Linked DNA regions of Sus scrofa: regions 2 and 3 are each linked to region 1. Evidence: chromatin contacts called from public Hi-C data. All regions are on one chromosome and are shown on one strand. The core of a region is the stretch at or near the end of the contact, and the rest is flanking DNA. Distances in the headings are between cores, read along the strand shown. Region 1 holds the start of BHLHE22 (class E basic helix-loop-helix protein 22). Region 2 overlaps LOC110260285 (a long non-coding RNA gene). Region 3 overlaps LOC110260285 (a long non-coding RNA gene).

What was found. A called contact is a pair of places that touch in the nucleus more often than the background predicts.
Region 2: a contact with region 1 is called in a Hi-C map of liver, with 4 times the contacts expected there. The contact joins the enhancer-like site here to the promoter of BHLHE22 in region 1. A contact is called at or near these places in 4 of 47 Hi-C or Micro-C datasets (embryonic fibroblasts, fetal skeletal muscle, heart right ventricle and 1 more) and 1 of 2 datasets of contacts at active chromatin or transcription factors (skeletal muscle).
Region 3: a contact with region 1 is called in a Hi-C map of liver, with 6 times the contacts expected there. The contact joins the enhancer-like site here to the promoter of BHLHE22 in region 1. A contact is called at or near these places in 6 of 47 Hi-C or Micro-C datasets (embryonic fibroblasts, fetal heart ventricle, heart right ventricle and 1 more) and 1 of 2 datasets of contacts at active chromatin or transcription factors (skeletal muscle).

The regions. Positions count from the first base shown.
Region 1 is chr4:69,801,802-69,805,000 of Sscrofa11.1, reverse strand. BHLHE22 (class E basic helix-loop-helix protein 22) reads left to right here and starts at 1,626. Exons shown (of 1, transcript XM_003481394.4): 1 at 1,626-3,199. The coding sequence starts at 1,692. The coding sequence ends at 2,801.
Region 2 is chr4:69,499,573-69,502,694 of Sscrofa11.1, reverse strand. The region is part of intron 4 of LOC110260285 (a long non-coding RNA gene); the gene reads right to left. The region is part of intron 3 of LOC102167557 (a long non-coding RNA gene); the gene reads left to right. Among named protein-coding and RNA genes, the nearest start is that of BHLHE22, 300 kb to the left of the region's middle. Within about 2 kb of position 1,269, at least 3 of the 83 cell types and tissues checked have an H3K27ac peak or open chromatin away from gene starts, as enhancers often do. A contact at or near this core is called in liver, where this site is marked.
Region 3 is chr4:69,339,096-69,342,224 of Sscrofa11.1, reverse strand. All of the region lies in intron 3 of LOC110260285 (a long non-coding RNA gene), which reads right to left. The region is part of intron 6 of LOC102167557 (a long non-coding RNA gene); the gene reads left to right. Among named protein-coding and RNA genes, the nearest start is that of ARMC1, 360 kb to the right of the region's middle. Within about 2 kb of position 1,749, at least 4 of the 83 cell types and tissues checked have an H3K27ac peak or open chromatin away from gene starts, as enhancers often do. A contact at or near this core is called in liver, where this site is marked.

The DNA.
Region 1 (3,199 bases), core at 377-2,876:
GACCAGAGAAACCCAAAATTTCATAGGCTTCAGTAATTCTGCCACATAAGAAAGATTTATTGGCGGTGTTGGGAAATATTGTTTTTACTTATGTCATAAGGATGAAAACCAGCCGCTAAATACCATGTACTCCCAGACATGGGACGCAGGAGCTGGAGGACCGCGTGTACTGTTTCCCATCCTGAGAGGAGCACTTGTTTTCACACTTCTCCCTTTGCTCTTCCTCCAAAAACAACCGCAGCAGACTCAGACGTCCCTGAATGGCTTCCTTGCTGCGGCGGCGACATTTCCAGCTAAATAAATATGCACAAATGCCCCACTTGGTTCGTGAGAGGATTTGACTCCTGGTGAAGTTGACTATTCTAAAACAACTGGATTTTAATCTTGAAGAAAGTTTCAGCAAACAGTTCTTTCCTGTTTAGGAAATCCCTGTGCTTCATAACCACCATCACTGGAACAGCTATTTGGAGACCGCGGCAAAAGCGCACCCCCCCCCTTAAAAAAATCTAATGGGCTGCATAATCACCTTGCTCTTTATTTTGTTTTGTTTTCCCAATCTGGGACGGGAATGGGCAAGGGGGAGGGGGGCTAGGGCGGAATAAAGCAGTGTGTTCAAGTTGGGTGGGGGGGCGATTGCTTTGGTCCCTTACTAGCTAAAAATCTTGGGGGCAAGCCAGCGGGGACACCACAGGGACACCACCTGCCCCCCCCCCAAAGTCCCATCTCCAATCTAGACCAGAGTCATCCTATGAACAAGGGTGGAGTAGCGTCTCGCCTGGAAGGGCCATGTGGCACAAGATGAGACCGCAGTGGCGAGGGAAGGGCAGTGGGGGGTGGGGTACGGGGGGGGACGTCTGCTTTCCATGGGACTCCCGGGCTTCGCCGCAGATCCACAATTTGCTGAAGGAGCAAAGAACATCCTCGGCTCTAAGTAGGGCTTTTAGTGTGCTCATTGATGAGTGAAAGTCGCCACACATGTCAAGCTAAAGGCAGTTGTTGGGTTACTAACAGGACCCAGCGCCTTGCAAACATATGCGCTAAGCTGTGTATACAGATGGCAGGCAGAATAATGGAGCAGGCGCCTTTTATAAAGCGCTAGCTGCTGCCTGTCTTCAGACCTGGGAAATGAAACTATTCAGACTCGCGGCCAGATAGCGCCTGCGATTGTTTGTTACCGTTTTAATCCTATTAATTAAAACGTTAACCTGATTGGGTAGAAAGCGCTGTCCCAACAGGCGACTCTTCTTCATAATAACCTACTCAGAGATAATGATGTAAAAGACTCCCCCGTCTGTGGCAGCGGCTGGTTGATGGGTCCGGAAATCTCTTGAAGGTGAATCCAAGCAAGATAAACGGTGCGGAGAGGAGGCGCGGGGCTGGGCTCAGAGCGGCGGCGGCGGCGGCTCCACTCCCTCCGCGCCCACCCTCCCACCATGCGGGGCCGCGGCCCATGGTGAGCCCCAGCAGCCAGCACCACCGGCTGGAGACGAAGAGGAAGAAGAAGAGGAGGCGGCGAGCGCGGGGGAAGGCGAAAAAGAAAAAGAAGGGGAGAGGGCTGCACTCAGCACCGGGACCGACGCACGCACCAGCCCCGGAGCCCGGCTCGGGTGCGTCTTCGGCGCCGCCTGCCTCCCGAGCCGAGGCGGCGGCGGCCGGCGCGGCGGGCCCGGGCTGCGCGCCGGCGCCGGACCATGGAGCGCGGGCTGCACCTCGGCGCGGCCGCCGCGGGCGAAGACGACCTCTTCCTGCACAAGAGCCTGAGCGCCTCCGCCGCCAAGCGCTTAGAGGCGGCTTTCCGCTCCACGCCCCCGGGCATGGACCTGTCCCTGGCGCCGCCGCCTCGGGAGCGCCCGGCGTCCTCCTCCTCGTCGCCCCTGGGCTGCTTCGAGCCGGCTGACCCCGAGGGGGCAGGGCTGCTGCTGCCGCCGCCCGGGGGAGGCGGCGGTGGCGGCGCGGGAGGAGGCGGCGGCGGCGGCGGGGTGGGCGTCCCGGGGCTGCTGGCGGGCTCTGCCGGCGTTGGGGGCGACCCTAGCCTGAGCAGCCTGCCGGCCGGGGCCGCCCTATGCCTCAAATACGGCGAGAGCGCCAGCCGGGGCTCGGTGGTCGAGAGCAGCGGCGGCGAGCAGAGCCCCGACGACGACAGCGACGGCCGCTGCGAGCTGGTGCTGCGGGCCGGGGGCGCCGACCCGCGGGCCTCCCCGGGCGCGGGAGGCGGCAGCGCCAAGGCGGCCGAGGGCTGCTCCAACGCCCACCTCCACGGCGGCGCCAACGCCCCCCCGGGGGGCCCGGGCGGCGGCGGAGCAGGCGGCGGGGGTGGTGGCGGCAGCGGCGGCAGCGGCGGCAGCGGCGGCAGCAGCAAGAAATCCAAAGAGCAAAAGGCGCTGCGGCTCAACATCAACGCCCGGGAGCGCCGGCGGATGCACGACCTGAACGACGCGCTGGACGAGCTGCGCGCGGTGATCCCCTACGCGCACAGCCCCTCGGTGCGGAAGCTCTCCAAGATCGCCACGCTGCTGCTCGCCAAGAACTACATCCTCATGCAGGCGCAGGCCCTGGAGGAGATGCGGCGCCTCGTCGCCTACCTCAATCAGGGCCAGGCCATCTCGGCCGCCTCGCTGCCCAGCTCCGCGGCGGCGGCGGCGGCGGCCGCTGCCCTGCACCCGGCTCTCGGCGCCTACGAGCAGGCTGCCGGCTACCCTTTCAGTGCCGGGCTGCCCCCGGCCGCCTCCTGCCCGGAGAAGTGCGCCCTGTTCAATAGCGTCTCTTCCAGCCTCTGCAAACAGTGCACGGAGAAGCCTTAAACGCCCCCCTCCCCGGAAAAAAAAAAAAAACAGCAAAACACAAGACCGACCCCCAAGCTAGAGGAAAGTGAAAAGCTGCCCCCACCCCCCTTATTTGGTCCTCTCGTAGTTGTGAAACACTTGCAGAGCAAACAAAGCAGAGGCGAGAACTGAGAAGTATCAGAGACAAACGGGACTTCCAGCCCTGACATCCCCAGAATTTCGGTCTTTAGGGTGGGCAGGGCGGGAGGAGGGAGGTGGAGTTGGGGTGGAGGACGGATGTCTTTTTTCACGGAAAAGTGGCAACTTTGGTGGCAGCTTAGATCGCGAGGAAGCAGAGTTTCCCTTTAAGGTTAAATATAAGTTGGGATGTAGTCGTTATTAAGCGTGGAGAGTTACATGGCAAAATAGTAATCCTA
Region 2 (3,122 bases), core at 20-2,519, 300 kb after region 1:
TTCACCACTGAGTATGATGTTACCAATGGGAAATTTTTACAGTTACATAATGGGATATCTTGAACTTTAACTTAGAATAATCTACCTGGCAAAGTTATCAATCAGAATTGAAGGAGAAACAAAGAGTTTTCCAGACAGGCAAAAGCTAAAGGAGTTTATCACCACTAAAACAGCCTTACAAAAATGTTAAAGGTAGTTAACATAATAAAGTCCCTAAGCTGAAAATAAAGGCCACTAATTGATAACAAGAAAACATGTAAAAGATTAAATATTACTGGAAAAGCTTCAACAAAAAGATGACAGTTGAACCGGAATATGCATGAAAAAAAAAAAAAGGTTCTAAACTTCTTTTTAAACTTTCTCTTTCAGACAGGTAATATTGATTCATTGTATTCTATCCAATAAATTGAGCATTTGTTTTCATTTGAAGTGTAGGAGCTGTGGTAACAAATTATAAAGCATTTGGTGGTCACGATCAAGTTAACACAGCTGACTCAAGTAGCCCAATTAAGCATATTCCCGGCAAGGTATTGGTTTCTAGCTTTTCTTATTTATAGGAAACCAAGAGTGTGTGTACTGATTATTTAGTTTTTCTAGCCATTCAGATATGACAGTGTCTTCACAGAGATAGGATGTGGGAGATTATTTCACAATGACTGAGGATTTAATAATTTATAAATGAACTAAGATAGCATCACTTCTAGATTACCCCCCCTGCTTAATCTGAACTTGATGTTGGACTAACTAAATTGTTGGGAGATCAGTGGAGATAGTATCCATTTTCCTCATGGCTCTTTTTGGTGCCTGGATCAGACTTTCTCTTGGACCAACAGACTCTTAACACCTCTTCTGGAATTGATTCCAACCGATGATGAGCTACATCTGGCCTGTGAAATGAAAATAGCAAAACCTTTGATTGAGTCCAAGTTAAGTGGATCTACATCATCTGCTCAGTCAGCTTTTGCCAAGATGAATGATGCTGTGTCAGTGTTCCATAATTTCAGAGGTGGATTTCCCCTTTTTGAAAACACAGTGTTTTCCTTTGTATAGGCAATGAAAGGAAAAAAAAAAACTGAAAAAACTGCCGTGTGTGAAAATGCATTTTGGCTCCTCGATATATTTGGAAATGAAACCCTAAAATAATCCTATTTTAGCCTTTTTTTCTTTCTCTTGGATCTCCGCCAGCCTGGCCCTTATCAGGTTGCACAAGGGGGCACTGTAGCTGTGAAGGTTCTGGGGAAGTGATTCATTTCCTTGCTTCCTAGTATCAGAAGAGTCTAAATAGGAGAAGAATGTGATGGAAAAGGAGAGAGCCGATACCTTTCAAAGGCTGTGAGTGTTTCCCAGTTGTTAACTCCCAGCTCAGATTCAAAAGTATTTACTCCAAGAAGAACACAAATGGTGGCAATGAGCAAAGGGAGAAGGGCAAGAAACTTGTAGTTTATTTTACAGGTTTGTCCAGTTTCCCCCATAGAAGAGCAACAAGCACAGAAAGGGCAATGAACTGAAAATGGATATTTTTGAAACTTGGGAAACCACCCAGCTTTGGGACTAGTGGCCATGTAGGAGACTACAGTTCAAATCACAGTGACTAAAGGCCATTCTGAGCCCAGCAGATCTCCATGGGGAGAGAGGGAGGCTGGGAATTTTGGTGTTATGATTGCTGAAGCATCGCAGTAAGATCGTTTCAGATAATTTAATAATAGCATGTGTTGTAATGTTGTAATTAGTGGTATAACCCCTCTCCCACAGGTCCTGCCAATCTATGACACAAATGATGTTATATTTACATTACTTTCCAAGTTCTATCTGCATGTTGATCCCATCAGACTAACTTTAGGTGTCCATCTCTGTAGAGATTTTCTAAGTTACTTAGGAGATATCGGGGTTCCACATTAATTTCCATCGCCAAAGCATGATCTAGGTTTTTACTTCCTGGTTCTGTGTCCTTGTATAGTTCTTTAAGAGCCTCTAATGACATTTTTCTCTTCTTTCTTCTTCAATTAACTTTATCCTTAACCAGACAGAATACAAGAGATTCTTCAGTTGTCTTGTAAAGACTGAACTGTCACAGTAACATTTAACTCTAAATAGCTCCTTCTGTCACTCGCATTAATTTAGCTGTGTTCACTGTATCCATTTTCTTAACCCCTCTCTGTACTGCAATAAATTATCTAACAACAAATAAATAAAAATAGACCTGAGAAGTCTAATGAGTTTGAAAGGAAACCAGTTAATGAGCTGCAGGCTGAGGTTAATCAGAGCTTGGAAAATTAAAAAATTACTTTAAAATATATACATATAATGTATATAAACTATATGTATATATTATAACATATACATTATATGTATATAAACTATAACATACTCCTAAATTTACATAGGTTAATCAGAGCTTGGAAAATTAAAAAATTACTTTAAAATATATACATATAATGCATATAAACTATATGTATATATTATAATATATACATTATATGTATATAAACTATAACATACTCCTAAATTTACATACACATTGTAAAAATTACTTTTTAAAGTAATGATTAAGTTGAAGAAATGCAGAATCATCACTGGGATCAATAAAAAGCAGAATTGCCAATGTAGATAATAGAGCAGGGGAATCTGGAGGATAAACTTGAAATGCTTTCTCAGAACTCAGAGAAAAAGTCCCTCCCCCCCAAAAAAATAATGGGACAGTTTTTAAAGATATAGCCTGGAGATTCAATACACAAACAAGGTTTCTAAAGAAAAATTATGAACTAAATCTCAGTAATTATGGCGTAATACCGAGAGTTTCCTGAACTAAAGGAAGACAAGAATGTGCACATTGAAAATCCCCATCATGAAACAGGTAAATTTGTTTTTGTTTTTGTTTTTGTTTTTTTAGGGCCACACCCGCAGCATATGGAGGTTCCCAGGCTAGGCATTGAATCGGAGCTACAGCTGCCGGCCTACACCACAGCCACAGCAACACAGGATCTAAGCCGTGTCTGCGACCTACACCACAGCTCACAGCAATGCCAGATCCTTAACCCCCTGAGCAAGCCCAGGGAAACCCTCAACCTCATGGTTCCTAGTCAGATTCTTTTCTGCTGCACCATGACAGGAACTCCTAAACA
Region 3 (3,129 bases), core at 500-2,999, 460 kb after region 1:
TGGAAGTGAAATGTTAGTTAGCTATGTGTGGTGACAGATGCAACTGTAGTACCCTTATGTAAAAATGGTCCCTTTGTCAGAGTCCTTAGGTGGAGCCCATATGATGGGCTGGCACTGTCTTCAAAGGGATATTGACACATCCTTGTTCCATCTGGAATTACCCCATCTGGACCGAACCACATGCTCATGTGCCAGTGTATGATGTGATCCATATGACCATACCCCCAAATAATATAAAATATTTTACAGCTTTATGTTTTAATGATATCAACATTGATAAGTGAGAAACGTTTCCCATTTTTACAACACCTCACTTTCTACAAAGCCCGCATGTGTCAAAAGTTGCAAAGTTAGAAAACTTAATGAAGTGAGGAAAACTCACTGGTGAGTGAAACTTCATTCAGTCAGCACACAATGATTGAAGGAACCGTTACTTATTCACATACATTCAGTGAACACCCACTCTGTGCCAGCAAGAATGGGCCAGGTGTTATAGTCTAAAGGGCATGGTACTCTTATGGTGCGCACAGCCTAGAAGAAGAGACAGACCAATAAAATAGATATGCGTGCTTCAGGATGATGAGCAACCGGAGAGTGACAGGGCTGGCTGAGCGCTTGTGGGAGGGCTTTAAGAAGGCTTCCCCAGACAGTGACTCCTCAACTGCACTGTAAAGGCTGAGAAAGTGCCAACAGCGAAGGAGAGAGTTGACGGAGCTTTTCGGAGGCTAGGAGCTGGCCTGGGAAAGATGGAGAGGAACATTTTAGAAGGTGTGGCATATTCAGAACTATGTGTCAGTCCAGGCGGGAATGTAAGACTGAGTAAACATATGTTTTCTGTTTTTAATATTTTCATCTTCCGCAAGGAAAAAAGCTAACAGAAGGGGAGAAGTCTCAGAAGAATGAAATAAATAATATCAGTTTCTGGTCCTGTTTCCTGAGGTGTGAAGAGTACATTGACCAAACTAACTTGTTCTCCAACCCTGTGACCTTCGGCAATTGTCCACAGTCTCACCGCTAAGGGACATGTTGGAGATGACACCTTGCTGAAAATTTGCATTTCCTGTGAAAATTTAATTTAGCATGTTTCTATTAAAACTATTTAATTCTTTAAAACACAAAGTAGCAAATAGCATCTTTAAAAAGAGAGGTTTCAGTGCATATTTTAAAACTTTTTATTAGAAGAGCATCATAGATTCAGTACAGAAATTAAATTCAGAGAAAGGTGAGGTGGCCTGGATAACGGACCCCTTGCCCCCAATATATCTAGGTTCTAACTCCTGGAAGCTGTAAATGTTACCTCATATGGCAAAAGGGACTTTACAGGTATGGTTAAGTTAAAGATCCTGAGATGGGGAGCTTTTCCTAGATTATACGAGTGGGCCCTAACTGTAATCATAAGGTTTTCTTTTTTTCTTTTTACGGCTGCACCTGGGGCATATGGAAGTTCCCAGGCTAGGGGTCGAATAGGAGCTGCAGCTGCCAGCCCACACCACAGCCAGAGCAACACCAGATCCAAGCTACATCTGTGAAGTAAGTTGCAGCTCGCAGCAACGCCAGATACTTAATGCGCTGAGTGAGGCCAGGAATTGAACCCACATCCTCAGAGAGATAGCATCAGGATCTTAACCCACTGAGCCACAATGGGAACTCCTGTAGTCATCTGTTTTGTTGTAAGAGAAGTAGAGGGGGGATGGGACTACAGAGGAAGAAGGCAGCCCTGCGAAAGCAGAAGCAAGATAAGCATTGCTGGCTTTAAGATGCAGGAAGGAGGGAGGGGCCCAAGAGTGCAGGCAGCCCCTAGAAGCTAGAGCAGTTAAGGAAGGAATCCTTTCCCAGAGACCAGGAGGGAGCCAGCTTCGTAACACTTTGACTTCAGCTCATTGAAACTGATTTTGGGCTTTGGATCTCCAGAAGGCTAAGAAAATGCTTTCATGTAGTTTTAAGCCACTAAGTTTGTGGCAATTTGTGATGGTGTCAATAGCAAACCAATGAAAAGAGCAAATAAAAAATTTTATAAAATTTTCACACATGAGAGCAGCCACAAATACATTACAGGAAAAATCATTATTTGTAGGCTAGAATGCTTAAAGTACAGGCCACGATGTGAATTTTAACCATGCTCCACTACTTTTTCTTATAAAAATTAACAAATGTTTATGTTTGTGGGAAAGCACACCAAATCAGTACACACAGTTCCAAAAAGAAGGCGGAGGAGTTCCCAGTTGGCCTGGCAGGTTAAGGATCTGGCATTGTCACTGCTGTGGTGTGAGTTTGATCCCTGGTCTGTGAACTTCTGCATGCTGTGGGCATGGCCAAAAAAAAAAAAAAAAAGGCAGAGGCCAGGGATGGAAAATTAAGGTCGAATACTATAACTTATTCAATAGTCTTGTCTCATTCACTAAATCTGTTGAGAAATTACTTTAAATGCTAGCAATAAGGTATTGTTTAAATATTTATAATTATTTGCCTTGTAAGAATATTCCTTTTAGAGTGATTCATTCAATAAACATTTACTGACTGAGTCTTTTGGGATAAAGCAGTGATCTAAATAGTCTTAAGCTTCTATAAGGAGTTCATATTCTTGGAAACTAGACCAAAATGTCAATATAAATTTCAATGTCATGAATGCTCTGTAGAACAGTGAGAAGAGATACCAAGAAAAATGGCATGTTTATAGTATATTCAGATTTTCAAATATTTATCTCCATGACATGCTGTCAGAATTTACACTCTCAGTTAATGGGCTTTATTCACACAACACAGCCTATTTCTCCTCAAGTTCATGGAAATGACTTAGCAAATGGCAATGGCTCAAAATTAATAAGGGAAAGACAATCTTAGAAACTCTCCAGTCCTGTTCCTTCCTTCCTTCCTCCTTGGTCCTGGATCTTGCTGTGGAAGGCTGTTTCGGCCAGAAGTCAGAATGTTCCCAAAATGCTAATGCCGTGGGTGGGATGTTTGAGGTGAGGAGGAATAAAGAAGTTGAGGAACAATGACTCCTTCACTGCAGTTAAGGAAGGAATCCTTTAATTCAGCTCTCCTCTTAGGAAGCAAACAGCATTGAGTTGTTTAGTTACTCAAAGCGACATTTAAGTAGTGCCTGGAGGTAGTTCTTGGGTGGCTGTGTTT